Regions from separate parts of the Mus musculus genome. Here region 2 is linked to region 1. The links are chromatin contacts, called in public HiChIP or PLAC-seq maps. All regions are on one chromosome and are shown on one strand. Each heading gives the region's core, a stretch centred on a gene start, on an enhancer-like site or on the middle of the called end of the contact. The rest is flanking DNA. Distances are from core to core; before and after follow the strand shown. Region 1 has its middle 61 kb from the start of Gm39478. Region 2 holds the start of Septin9 (septin 9).

Region 1 (6,811 bases), core at 2,354-4,853:
GGAGGGCCTGGACCGTATCCAGTTTGTTCCCTCCCTGGCAATGCACCAAGGGGTGCTGGGTCTGCAGTTGTACGGGGTTGGGTGGTAGGGGTTCAGCTCCATGCCAATTTCCTCCGGGTTTCCTGGGGCCAGCCCCATTCTGAGTAGGGCCACTCGCTGAAGTTAGATTGTCCCTAAGCCCCCATTGCCACCAGAAACTCAGCAAAGTAGCAAAGAATGCAAAAGATCTCTACAGCATCTGCAAACCCAAGGACAGCCAGAGAGCTTTGTGCTTTTCCCATAGACTGAGTGGGAATATCGCTGTAGACCTATTTATGAACTCGAAATATGCAGAATGGCTGCCACACTGTGATCAGAGACCCGCTGTGAGCAGTCCTGGCCCTCTCAGGACGGGAGGTGAGAAGTCTGGAGTGACCCCAGGAGCGCGGTTTATCTGCAAGCACCAAGGACGCTTCCTGAGGTGGGCACCCATAGTCGGGCCAGAGGGCGCCAACGCAGGGACGGACATGCTCTTAGCTTGCAGGAGCTTGCCTTGTCACTGAGGAGGCAAGATATGGGTGAGACACCAGCTCATTACCACCCCTGTCTCGGAGGCAAGACAGTCTCCAAGTGCTCTGGGCAGTCAGGAGGAGGGGCTTGGGACTTTGGAGGTGCCTGCCTTCTGGGAGTAAGGGATCTGGCACAGTGGAAAATAAGGTGGGTCTTACCAGGTAGGGAAGCTGCAGGACCCCAGGGGCATTTGGGGGACCCTCTGGCAGGCTTAACACAGCCCTGATTCTTCCCAAACACGTCTTCCCCTTTGTTTCAGTGGAAAGCTAGAGCCGTGTGGCTCAGTGGTTAAGGGCAGGAGCATTGAACTGTGAAGCTCTTGGGATTAAGTCCCAAGCTGCTGTAGGGACTGGGGTTCTTCACCCCACACATTCCATTGTTCAATGTGGATGGTGCTTGTTTGTGACGGTGTGTTTTTTACAGGAACAGGTCCAGAGGTACCTATTCTAGCTCTCTAGCCGCTCTCCTAGGAATTACTGCCGTGGGCCATAGGAAGTTGTGTGCTTCCCACTGCGGGGGCCCAGGGCTTCCCTGACTCCCCACGATGTCCGTGGTTTGCAGGTTCCTTTGTGCTGGAGCCAGCTGCAGGCTACTCCTGTTGTTTTCTGGGGTCCTAAACGCTGGCTTCTCACAGCATATGAGTCTCCTGGAATACCTCTCTTCAATGCTCTTGGCTTTCTTGGAAATCTTCAGTGGCAGAGGCCGGGGCGGGGGGGGGGGGGTGGAGGGGGGGGGCAGGGAGGAGGACTAAGCTGTGAGCCACCAGAATTGGGCAAGCATATCTCTGTGTGCGTTCTGGAATTATTTTGGGATTCCTGCGGCTTCCAGGAGACTCTCGAAGCAGGTGGCTAGCTTTTCCAGCTCTATACCAGGCAGGGATTCAGTCCTAGGGGATACAAAGCATGAGGGGTTTCAGCCCTACCCAGCATTCTAGGGGGCTTTGGAAGGGTGAGGGGCACACCCTCTGAGGTCACTTCTGAGTAAGCTACCCACGAGCTGGTGAGTGTGGGTGACAAAAAGCTCCTTTCTCCGCTGGTCCCTCCATACCTCAGTGCCTGCTCTGGCTACCTCTAGACTCCTGATGGTCAAGCCTGCTTGCTCTAGTGTATCTAAGGGACGTGGGCTGGAGAGGAAGCAGCCTCCTCAAGCAGTTAGTCTATGGCTATGTCCCATCCTTGCCCAGATTCTGAGGCCCCTAGTCCCAAGAGAGCTGACTGAGCACAAGTCAGGAACCAGCCCTTCCCAGACCACTGGGGAGGTGGGAAGGCAAGTTCAGACATGGACAGCCATCCACCCTGCCTGCCTGCCCCTGCCTCCTTCCCAGCTTTCCACTCCAAAGCGTCTTACCAGCGTAGCGTTGAGTAAAATGTACCAGAAAGAGTATGAGAGAGCCCACCTTCTACCGTGGGACCTGCTTACACCTGGATGGGTGCAGAGAGGCAGAGTTGTCATTCAGGAGCAGCTGTCTTAGTCAGACATTGGGCTGTCCATGTGCCCGTAGGCCTCCCTTGGATGTCTAAACAAGACCATGGAAGGTGTGTTCCCTCCTGAACCCTCTGTGCCCTTCTCAGATGGTTCTGTCTGTCCCAGGCTGCCCGAGGCTCCAAGACAGGCATTGAACCTGGAGGCGACCAGGTTTCCGCATGTTTGTCCGTGGGCAGTGTTGCGTGGGCTCTGCAATTTGCTAAAGATGTTTTTGATAAGAGAGATCTAGCCCAGACCAGCACAGAGCCAGGCCCCAGGGTACATGCTGAGTGGATCTCTTAGTCTCAGGATGTCAAGGGCTCCGAAGAGAGAGACCCTGGGCTCAAAGGGTGCTTGGGTAGAGAAAGGGGTGACTCTTGCCCCATCTAAGGCTTGTTTGTTGGGGCTGTTACCTTGAAAACATCCCAGCTCTTCACTGCTTTAGGGATTTATGGGGGGGGGGGGTCATCAGGACCAGAGGCTGGTGAAGCTGCTTGGGGCTTGCAAAGACAGCAAGTACAGCCCTGCTGTGCTGAGGGGTTCCTAGAGAGACCTCAGAGTCCTGACTCTGCCACAGGCCATGTGATCCAAAAGTCCCAATTAAGAGAAGTCTAAGCCCTGGTTGAAGGCACTTATAGTGTCAGGCAGCCAGGCTTGCAGGGTTGTTGGTGGCAGCAGCAAAGCCAGTTGTGACAGGTGGGCAGGTCTCTGGGATAGCTTTGCTCTGGCTCCAGAAACTTTGGCCAGGTTTGCCAGAACAGCCATGCTGAGCTGCAAGGGGCCCCGACTCCCCAGAGTTCCTGATCCGTTTTAATTTTCCGTGTGCTCTGAGCCATTTATTCCAGAAGTGTCTGCTGAGTGCTGCTGAGCCTCAGGCTCCATTCTGGCTGCTCCCCGTGGCTCTCCGCAACAGCACTGCAGGGCCCGGAGGGCTGAGGGGCAGGCTGCTCCCAGCCCAGTTTCTTGGCCTTATCTCTCCAACCCTGCCCTGGGCCCGGGTCCGCTTGCAGCCGAAGTGAAGATGACACCAAGCTACTCTGACCAGAGAGGGGTGGCGGCCCCAGGAGCCTTGCTTGTCAGTGGCCTCTAGCAGATCTCCAACAACCAAGCTTTGTTTGGGGACTGATCTGACCTGGTTCGATGAAGCCTTACTGTTGGCTGCCCAAGACCTCAGGACAGGAAACGGGAGCACGGAAAGCCAATCCTAGCTTCAGGTCGCAGGATGGCCCTTGGACCCGGACCTTCCCTGGCTGGGACCCAAGTCACCAGTCAAACCCTGACCTTCAGCATTGATTGGAATGCTGAAATCAGGGGCAGAGAAGGTCTCTGTGGAGCTGAGGCAACCCATCTGACCCTGGCTTGAGGATCCCGAGGAGAGGACCTATAGGCTTGCCTGCCTCCTGCGTGGCAGTTGGTGGCTGCAGTCTCTGCCACAGTGGTCTTTTCCTCACTCCTCCCAGGGCATGCTCACACTCTGACTCCCCCAGACTACATCTGGAGCAAAGGGTGGGCCACAGCAGCATCAGGAGTCCTGGAGTGTTATACCCAGGTCCTCGCCAGGCCAGGCGTGTTGGGGCAGCAGCTGACTCAGGAGTAGTGGCAACCGTGCTCAGGTTTGAGCTGAGTTCCAGGTGAGCATGGTTACCAGGAAGGGCTGGGCACCAGTGAGCTAGCTGGCTGGCTGCCCGGGGCCTTGAGCTGAGATCAATGGGACTTGCATCCTGGGGCCCTCCTTTCACAACCCTCTTTATAGAGGATCAGATCCCAGCCGGAGGATAAGGCTACTGTAACCCAAGCAACTTGGAAGTGGGTTACATCCAGTGCTTGTCATCTTCCAGCATGCTAGGGACTTGACCGCTGGGCACAGAGGGGTCTGGAGGAGTTATTTGTAAAACTCACTGATAATTAATTCTATATCTTTGGCTCAGTAGAGCAGAGCAGGCGAGTGGCTAGGTAAGGTTAGAGCTGAGGGCTTCTGGGTCATATGGATACTGCAGGGTGCCAGACAAAAGGGCAGTCAGATGTACCAGGGAGCCGGGAGGAATGGTGGCTTCTCACCAGCACTGGCATCGCGCTGCCTCCCTGCTTACAAGGTGTGGTAAAACCTCAGCTATGTCGGATGAGTCACTGGGTGGCAGAGCTTCCTGGTGGCTGCGGGCCGGCCTTAACTGTGGACCTCGGTTGCCTTTATTTTATTTGATTTTTTTCTCCCCTCTGGAAATGCTTTCTGAGACAGACCCTGTATCCATCACTTTCGTTTGTTTGTTTTGCTGTTGTTGCCTGTGGTCGATGTTTTGTGTTGTGGACTTTTCCTTCAGCGATGCAATCAGGAAATGGAACCGGAACATAAAACCCTACCTGTTGTTAGATTCACTTTTATGTCCCTTGCTCTGCTTGTCCCCACAAGTGTGAAATGTATCGTTTAATTATCTGAGCGGCACCTGCTTTCAGGGTTGCATGTCCCTGTCACTCAGGCCCTTTCACCGGGAAGTCACATACCAGGTACGGGTCAAAGCCAGAGCTCTGGCGGCTCTTCAGAGTGGACGTCCTGTGTTTGGTGGCCCCTCACCCGCTTTCCTAGAGGATCTGGCCCACTGATCCGTCTAGACTGTAATGGTGACTCTTTGGCTATTATTATGGCTGTCACCCACAACCAGGAAAGTATGCTCAGGATAGCATTTCATCAAGAGGTATGATGGAGAGAAACTGTCCATCAACCTGCTGAGTGTCCCTGCGCTGGTTTGCTGTTGAGACCAGCTGTCCACCATCTTCATTCCTTGCAGTGACTGGCACACGAGGCTGGCGCAGTGTGATCTCTCCATCCCTGTCACCTCCCGAGCCCATGGGCATGGATCAATGGCTGCAGGTGACAGGCTACCTGGGTCACTTGGCAACCAGGTGTCTGCTGGCTGGTTACTTTGCAGTGATTTCTTCTGGAAGCTTCCTTCCTCTGGCAATCAGGCATAGTTCTCTGGCTTTTCCTGAGCGTTAACATTTTGTTCCTCTGGCCTCAGTCTTTCTCTCATCACCCTGGTCGCTCCTTCCAGGAACTCTCGGCATGGCGGTCCTCTGCCTCCTCCTCTCTATGAGGAATCCCTGTGTGGTAACCCAGTGGCCCCAAGGTGAAGTGAATTACATGTTGGTTCCCTTCCTGTTGCTGTGACAAAGTTCTTAACAAAAGTGTGGGACATGTCATGTTGGTTCACAGTGTGATGGGCCAGTCCGTGTGTGCGTGTGTGTGGGGGGAGGGTCATGATGGAAGCTGGAGCTGGAGGCAGCTGGTCACTCTTCACTCACAGTCAGGAAACAGAGGGGGAGGTAAATGTTGGGGCTCAGCTCCTGTTTCTTTTATGCAGCAGAGAGCTCCAGCCTGTGGGATCATGCTGCCTGCACTCAGGGAGGGTCTTCCCTCCGCCATTAAAGCTCTCTAAAAAAACAATGTCCTAGACACAGGCAGGAAGAGGTACGCCTCCTCTGTGAGACCAAGTCCAGTCACCTTAACAATGAAGATTTGCGATTGCAGACCCATACTCTCAGGCGACTTGGGGTTCTAAGCTAGTGTGCTTAAACACTTAAAAAGTGGTGACCCCCTGCCTCTGTATGTTGAGTGGAGGTATTGCCCTCAATTTTAACTGTAGTTTGAAACAGCTATTAAGTATCGGGAATAAAGCAAAATCTAGAAAAGTATCAATTAAGCCGTTACTTCTCCAGAGTAACATTTTTGTGACTGTCTTTTGGCTTCTCTTCTTCACCAAGACCAGTGTTTTATTTTCTGGGGAGAAAACAGAAAAGTTATCTTTCTGAGTGGTCAGTATCTTTCCTTCTCCTTCTCTTTCTCCCCTGCCCCCTTATCTTTTGAGTCAGGATTTGAGAAAGACTTACTTTGTAGTCCAGGCTGGACTGGAATTTAAGGCTTCCAACCTTTTGTACCAAGGGCCAGGATTTAAGGTATGCATCGCCACGCCAGACTGAAATTTCATTTATTTTGGTGGCTGGGATTCCTATAGGAGAAGAGAGGGGGATGGGAGAGGGGTTATGTGTGCGCATGCTCCTTCTTGTGGGTGTGCATGCACTTGTGACGAGGTCAGAGGTCAAACGAGCATTGTTTCTCAGTTAGTTACCACCTTCCTTGTTTCTCTGGGACAGAGATTCTCTTCCTCTCCCCTCCCCTCCCCCCTTCTCTTAATTTTTTTTGTTTGTTTGTTTATTTTGTTTGTTTGTGTTTTTTTCCAGACAGAGTTTCTCTGTGTAGCTTTTGGCTGTCCTGGAACTTGCTCTGTAGACCAGGCTGGCCTTGAATTCACATAGATCCGCCTGTTTCTGCCTCCTTAGTACTGGGCTTAAAGGCCTGTCTACCACTACCACCACACCTACCCCAGCTAAGACAGAGTCTTATTCATTTGCTTGGAATTCCCCCATTGATATAGACTGGCTGGCCAGTGAGTCTCGTGGATTCCCCTGCCTCTGCCTCCTTAGTGTTGGGATTAAAACTTCTTATGTGGGTACTGGGGATCTGACCCTATGACCTCATGCTATGCAGCAAGCACCTTACTCACTGAGCCATCTGCCCGGCCCCCAGAGTGGAGATTTATGGAGGGAGAGTGTGTAGTGGGTGCAGTTTTTATGCTGTCCTGGCAGTGTGATTCCAGTCAAGAGCCAGAAGCACGTGAGACATTTATAATGATCAGATATGTCCCTGCCCGCCCTTCTGATTAGAGCTACATCTCTGACTCAGGCTGCAGGAGAACAGAACCCTCCTTGTATAGGTTTCCCCCCTGGCAATTGGGATGGTTTCTGA
Region 2 (7,336 bases), core at 862-3,361, 61 kb after region 1:
GCCAGAGCCCAAGACTATAGAGAGGGAGTTGGGTGACCACCTAACCTAATGAAAGTCCCAGAATGCCACAGCCACCACATGTGATCCGAGACAGCTGGGATGATGAGAGGGGCTGAGGGGGCTGGGGGTGGGTGGGACTGGTTCAAAGCCAAGTGGCAGTTGGGTTATCCTGGAGTTTGCAGAAGGTAATTATGGTGAGAAGGGAGGTACCCTGCTGTTTCCCATTGTCCTCATGGGACCGAAAGAAAAGAGACACAAGGGTGAATTTCCTATTGGGAGGATGGCCAAACCTGCCTTGGCTTTGCTGATGGAGGAGCCTGGGCATTTAGCAGGTTCCCAGGCTGGTACTTCGGGCGGCGGAGTGGTTACAGTGTGGAAGGGAAGCAGAGGGCTGGGTTGGTTGCTTGAGTAATGGACAAGGGTGTTCTGGCTGTGGAAGTCAGCACCCACTTCTATTGTCCCATGGAGTCCCCGGGGGCGGGGAGAACTCCTTGAAGCCTGCACCCTGGCTCTCCATTGGAACACTGTGGTGTGCTTGGCTCCTCTGCCTGGATACAGGCTGAGCAACAATGCGCTGTGTCTCTGCTAATCTGCACTTGCCCTGGGGAGAACAATCGCTCGGGTGTGTCTCTGTGTACCAGGTGCTTTTTATAAGAAACACCAATGAACAACGCCCACTCAGGTTGGACGCTGTCCCAGGGACCCGGCATCTTCCCAGGGCTTTGTGGTAAGGGCCTCAGCTTCTTAGATTGGATCCTGAAATCCCCCAAATGTGGGATAGGCAGGTGACCTGGTGATGGTCAGACTGCCAGGCAGGCTGAGACCCTGACAGAAGCCATCAGGGGTGCCCACTGCTCCTGAAGTAAGGCTTCCAGAAGGATGGGGGTGCGGGTGCATCTAAAATGGCCGTGGTTTTGCACTTTCCATGTCCAAAAGCTCACTTGGTTGAAAATAGTTTTTAAACCATCTGAGGCATGAGGGAGGGAGGGAGGGGCACATTTTCTGAAATAGGAAGGACTCTATTCCAGCAGCTTAAAAAAAAAAGTCTCACCAAACCTAGCCCAGGCTTCTCCTCTCCTCTGCAGCCTCACCAGCCTCTGCAGGTCTCAGCACTGTTCTTCCCTCACTGAGAATGGTGGAATAGGGAGAAAGCAGACCCAGACCCAGGACAGCTCAGGGACTCACACTGAGGACCAGGGGATGAGTCACTCGCCCACTCTGCAGGGACTTGTCCCCAGCTATGAATCCATGCAGCCCTGATTGAGCAGAGAGGTCCCAGGTCTAAGGTTGTGCCCAGCGGGCAGGAGACTTGGCTCATCCAGGAAGTGGTGAACACCGCCTCCCCCCACCCCCCCAATCCCTGGGGACCCTTCCTGGTAACTAGTGTTTGTTTTTTCTGTATAGCCCCGTGGTTTTCTCTGCTTGCCCGGTGGATGTCTGAAGTGTGAAGGCTACTTGGACAGAGAAAGTCTAGGCTGTGGGTACCCACTGATGTGGAAGGAGCCCAGGAGCAGCCTTCTTCCTTCCTTCTGATGTTAGGAACTATGGTTTCTCTCTTCTGGAGGGAAGGTCGTGGTCCACTCTCTGTACTCAGGAAGCCCATACAGTGGAAGGGGGGAGGGGCGTTGCAACGATTCTTCAGAAGGGCCGCCTCTCCCTGCCCTATCCCTTCCGTAGCACTTACCCAAAGGATGCAGCAGCGACCCCCGGGGGTGCAAGGGGGTAGCAGTCCTCGACGTGTGGATGCTGAGAACTCCCGGGACCCTCATCTCTGTAGTGAACCGTCTAGGGTCCTGCAGACCCACACTAGCCTAGCGCTACAGCTTAACCCTTGCAGGCCCCGTGCTTATATGCGAAGGAGGCACTCAGGAACTTTGGCTGCGTAAATAAAACCTCGGGCAGCAAGAGCACTGCGCCCAGGGAAGGGGAGGAATCTTGTCCCCCTCGGCGCCCGCCCGCTGCTGTGGCCCGGCCTCCACATCCTCTACATCCGCCCACATCTGGCCGCGGAGGGGCGTGAGGGGGAGGGGCCGAGGCCGTGTCTGTCGCGGTCCCCTGGGCACCCGCCAGGAAGGGAGAAGGGGGGGCAGCCCAGGTCGTGTGCCTGGGACTCTGCAGTCCCTGTAGAAGCAGCTCTGGTTCCATCCCCTCCAGGCCCAGTTTTGACAGGCGGGCGCAACAGCCAGTGCCGAGTCGCGGAGGCCGGCTGGGGTACGGGAACCTGATCCAGCCGGGAGGCGGGGGCGGGGCGGGGGCCCGGGTGCTTGGGGAGGGGCCGGCGCCCGCCTTCCTCCCCCATTCATTCAGCCGACCGTGGGGGCCGAGGGGCTCCGGCGGCCAGCTCTGCACCGGGAGCGGGAGCGCGCAGGGCCCGGTCTCCGCGGGACTCCCTGCGCACCAGCCACCATGTCCGACCCCGCGGTCAACGCACAGCTGGACGGGATCATTTCAGACTTTGAAGGTGGGTGCCCGACCCAGCGGTTGCTTGGCGAGCTGGGCAGGAACCTCCAGGCGGGCCTGAGACGGGACGGGATGAGCACGGGAGAGGCAAGACCCCGGTTTGCTCACCCTGGGGCTCTGCGCCCCAGACCCCGCATTGCCGAGTTGGAGAGCCCCATTAAGGGGGCCTGTAGATGATAGACCCTATAGTTGGGGGCCACGCGCCCCCTGGGGATCCCAGGTTCATGCTGCCTCTGGGGTGTTCGTCTTTTTATTGTTGTTTGTTTTTGCTCTGGGACTGTCGTCTCCTCGAGGGCGGGCTTGACTTCTTGGGAACAACCCCAGGAGCGCAATTCCACCCTGGAAACCAGTGGGTTTTCTTCTTTTGGTGCTCGCCCTCAGCTCTCACCAGCATGGGAGTTAGTTCCCCTCCTCGGATCCAGTGGGAGGCCGAATCCTCAGGGTGGACCTCCTCCCCTCCCCCACGCCAGCTCCGGGGTTGGGGCTGAGCCCAGTCCCGGGGCTGGCAAGGGCTGCCAAATTGATCGGCCCGCAGGCCCCATGCACCCGAGGGGATCCCGGCCCGGCGAGTCTCAGGGTCCAGGGTGGGATGTCCAATACCCCCGATCCAGGCCTGGGACACCTTTATCCATCAGAGAGAGAAGAGCCTTTTGGGAGAGAGGGGGCCTGTGCGCTCACACAAGGACAGCACTTTCGCCTCTTGTCCTGAGTTTACAAAGTGCAAAGATACTTGGGGGCCGTTTCCTCCAAGGGTGGGCCTTCCATCTCCGCCCTGGGCTTGCATGCGCGGGCTTTCCAGAGGCCTCGTGACTGCCACTGCCGGTGCCGTGGCCCCTCGTCCTGCGTCCCCCTCCGGAGTAAATAAAGCCAGTGGAAAGGGAGGCTTACACAATGGTGTCCCGCGCGCGTCTGGGGCTGGGTTTCCGAGGGGCGGGCCTGACTCTGCCGGGCCCGGAGCCCCCGCCCCTCTGAGGGGCTCTCAGGCAGCCTTAGGCAGAGCCCTCTGGTGGGCTGTGAGCGAGGGAGGAAGGGCTTCACATAGTTAAAGACGGCCAGGTTTCAGGCTCTTCAAGTGACCAGTTGGGGGTGCTCCAGGCCCCATGACTGGAACCAGGGGGTTTGTCCTGAGCCCACCTGAGGTCAGCCTTATCTCTGAGTTAGGTGATTAGCTATGTGTCAGGAAGTGGGTGGGGGGCGGGGGGCGGGGGGCGGGTGGTTGCTGATGAGTTGTGTATTGGCAGGTACAGGCTTTAGGAGCCTGGAATATCATACCCACTTGGTCACCTCAGTGGTGGGAGCAAGTATCTGTGCTGAATCAAGGCATAGTCGCTGCTTAGGAGATCTTGTGCCCCCAACCACCTGGACCTCTTGGAGTCCATGTCTATACTAAGGTCTCCCCAGACCTGTTCCGTGCTGTTGTGCCTTCTGCATGTCCTAGGGACTGTCCTAGCTCCTTGGGTTGCCCCTCTGTGCACCTCTCCTTTGCCCTGGAGCCTTTCATTCTCCTGGAAGTGTATCTGAAAGTCAGCCAGTCAGTTCCCTTCTCTGCAAGGTCTGAGCGGGAAGGGGGATGAGGAGGGGGTGGAGGACCTGGTGGGGGGGGGCACTACCTTTTCCGGGTTCTGGTCTCTGTGTTTGCTCTCTGCTCGGACCCAGGGGGCATTCAGGTGTCTGCTTTCATCCCCCAAGGAGTTGGGGACAGGGTTTCTGCAGAATGTTGCAGAAGTTTTGTTGGGGAGGAGAAGTTTGGGGGTTGTAAGGTCTCAGAAGCTGGCTCTCTTTGCATTGTGGAGGCCAGCTGCCCCTGCCTCTTTGGTTTCTCTGTGTAACTCCTTACTCGCTGAGTGGTGCCCTCACTGGGCTGCCTCCCAAGCCAGCTTCTTGACCCTCAAATTTAGTTCAAGACAATGGCCACATTGAGAGCATCCTGGTATAGAGGTTGGCAGTCTTGAGGAAGCCGGGCCTGCTGAGCATGCTGCCCTCCTGCATGCCAGTCTTCCTACTGTGAACTCCGAAAAGCTCAGATGGGGAATGGGTTCAGGGCTTTGAGTCCCCAGAGATTACTAGCCCGGGCTATCACTAGTGAAAGTGCGTGTGTGAGTGTGTGTCGCACGTGTACACTTATGCAAGAGAAGCTTTGTGCTTTGTATAAACGACCCGAAAAGTGACCTCCTAAGTAAGTGTCCTAGGAATACAGAGTTGAGTTGATGTGCAGAAAGGGAGTGGGGGGTTGGGCAGCTAGGCAGATAAAGGGATGTGGAGAGAGTATGACTCAGCCTAGCATGGGTGAGAGAAGCTGGCAGTCTGAATCCAGGCAGGAAAAGTAGTAAGAGACTCGCAGGGAGAAGTTGGGAATGGGGAGACAAGACCTTGAGGCAAAGGAGAGCTGTGATTGTGACAGGGAAAGAAGAGGGCCTTCTGTCCAGAGCAAGGAGCTGAGATTTCAGGATGAGACTGCTAGGAAGTTGGGCCATGTAGGGACCAGTTTACAGTGAATGTTCAGAGGGGGTCCAGCCACAGAGGGTCAGGTGTTCCCTGATGCTAGCTTGGCCAGGCTCAGTTGGAGGAGCCCCTAGTTTTTGCTCAGGCTTCCTGCGGGGTGTATGTGGCTCTGCCAGATAGTTGGAGGAGGGAGAAAAGAGCCAAGTTGGCTACAGCCACTGGGGCCCATAGTCCCTTTGTGAGGCTGGACAGATGGGCTCATGAGATGGAGCACAAAGGACCTAGGTGCTCCCCCCAGGGAGCTCCGGCTGGCACATGGCTGGCTAGTTCTGAGCCATGTGTATCTCTGTTTTGTTTTTTTCTTTGTTTGTTTTGTTTGTTTGTTTGTTTTAATATAGCAGAGAGCCTGCTTGCCTGCCCCCAAGGAGGTTTGGCGTTAGCAGCTGTACCAGGCAGGAACAGCCTGCCCTACAGGGCAGAGGGAAGTGATTCATGACGGGTTAGGATTCCCAGGTCAGTGCTGTGTGCCTGTGGGGCTAGTGGATCCAGCCTGTAGCTGTGTGTGCTGGAGTAGGTGTGCCAACTGGGCTCGGGTCTCAGTCTTGGTCGCAACTGTCTTGGACACTCATTTCGCCTCTCATTTTCCGTCTGTTTTATTCCAGCTGTCCCCATATATCCCCCACCCTGTCCCCTCCCCCCACCCCACCTCCCACCCCACCCCCATCTGAAGCACGGGCCACACTTGTGATCATAACTGGAGGTCTTGGTGGGATTCAGACTTGGTTTTTCCATCCCTGGGGACTGAGAGGTGGCAGGACCCTTGAAAGACATGAACATCTTGTGTCCCAGTATCTATCTTTGGTTTCCTTTCAAGGAACACCCCCCCCCCCAATCCCATTCCCTAGGGATGCCAAAGGTCTTTTACTATTTCCTACTTTCCCACTTCCCAACATCAAGGGTTTTGAGTCATCGGTACTACCCACCCCTCCCCCACGAGGTGACTCTGAGACCCATCACTGTCTGTGACTGGGTAGCTGGAGGAGTCACCCCTTTCTCTCTCCTTTTCCGGTCAGCAGAAGCGTGGGGCAACTGGATGGTATGTTCTTCCTGAATGGAGGCCAGATCTGTTATCGCAAACACAGTTACAAGCTGGGTCCTTGTGTAACAAAAGCCTCTTCAAGTGCCAGCCGCTGGCCTGTTCTTCTCACCAGCATCTGCTGTAATCAGTTTTACACCCCCAGAACAATCCTGAGAGTCCTTGATGTTTGTTGAAACAGATCTGGCCCAGAAGCCCAGACTCTCCAATCTGAGTGGCAAGACTTTTCTCCGCTGTCCCAGGGAGGCTCTTCTGCACTGGGCCCTGGACAGCCTGTGGTCCCTTTCCCCCTCGATAGAGAGGTGACCAAGAAATCAGGGGTCATGTAGACACCTCTGGGACAAGGTGGTGGTGATAGCTGGACCCAGGTGCCACTTTGTTCCCTAGAGGAAAGGCCTGTTGCTTGCAGGTAGCTGTAGATCTGACCTCTTAATTAATGCCCTTGGGCCTTCTGTGTGATGAATTCTGAGATTTCCAGACACTCCCGGCTCCTGGGAATCATTGCCTCACTGCTGAGGGGGATTCAAGGACTCTAGGGCTTCCTGCAGTGAAGAGTAGCTGGCCTCACACTTTTAATCCTAGCACGTGGGAGGCAGAGGCAGGTGGATTTCTGAGTTTGAGGCCAGCCTGGTCTACAGAGTGAGTTCCAGGACAGTCAGGGCTACACAGTGAAACCCTGTCTCCAAAACACAAAACAAACAAAAAAATCGGGAGCTGGCCTCTTTTATAATCCCAAAGTTTTTGGTAACCCCAGTTTGGTATACTAGGTGCGCCCATCAGTTGTACCCATGTGAGCAAGTTCACTAGACATTAGATGGGGACAGTAGGTGTGTAAGCACCCCACTGAGGATTACCTGGACCACATATCTACCAAGAAGTGGGGCACATCCCCTTTGGGGGGGCATCAGTCGTGAATCCTTCCTGGGTCATGTGACATTCCAGGAAGGGTTCGAAGGATGCACTGGTGGAGGGGCAGTGTGGGAGTGGGGTAGAAGGTGGCAGGGGGCAGGGTTTGTATAGAGAGAGGTCTTACAGGGAGTGATGGGTATCACCCTGGGCACCTAGTAGGTGGGGTGACCTCACTCTACTGTCTGTGCGGCTCACAGTGAGCTGAGAGACTCACCCCTCGCATCCAGCGCTCGGTGGGGTTGTGAATGACACCGTGCCGGTTCCGGACGGCACTCTATGAGTTATAGGTAGTAGCTAGCACCGGGCATAGAACTGGCTGTGTGAGGTTTGGAGGTTGCTGTTAGAACTGAGTGATGTTTGCACAAGACATACAGATCCTCAGTGCTAGAAGGTCACACAGACAAGAACCCATCTGACCCCACTGTGGGG

The links. HiChIP or PLAC-seq counts read pairs in DNA pulled down with a chosen protein or histone mark.
Region 2: a contact with region 1 is called in an HNF4G HiChIP or PLAC-seq map of pancreatic cancer cells. The contact joins the promoter of Septin9 here to the enhancer-like site in region 1. A contact is called at or near these places in 1 of 39 promoter capture datasets (embryonic stem cells), 5 of 115 datasets of contacts at active chromatin or transcription factors (the SCID.adh cell line, embryonic stem cells and pancreatic cancer cells) and 2 of 9 other capture datasets (embryonic stem cells and pancreatic islet).

The regions. Positions count from the first base shown.
Region 1 is chr11:117,201,553-117,208,363 of GRCm38.p6, forward strand. It overlaps a transcript of Septin9 not described here. Among named protein-coding and RNA genes, the nearest start is that of Gm39478, 61 kb to the right of the region's middle. Within about 2 kb of position 3,604, at least 58 of the 459 cell types and tissues checked have an H3K27ac peak or open chromatin away from gene starts, as enhancers often do. A contact at or near this core is called in pancreatic cancer cells and pancreatic islet, where this site is marked.
Region 2 is chr11:117,264,135-117,271,470 of GRCm38.p6, forward strand. Septin9 (septin 9) reads left to right here and starts at 2,112. Exons shown (of 11, transcript NM_001113487.1): 1 at 2,112-2,461. The coding sequence starts at 2,407. Gm39478 (a long non-coding RNA gene) reads right to left here and starts at 2,050. Exons shown (of 3, transcript XR_880325.3): 1 at 1,685-2,050.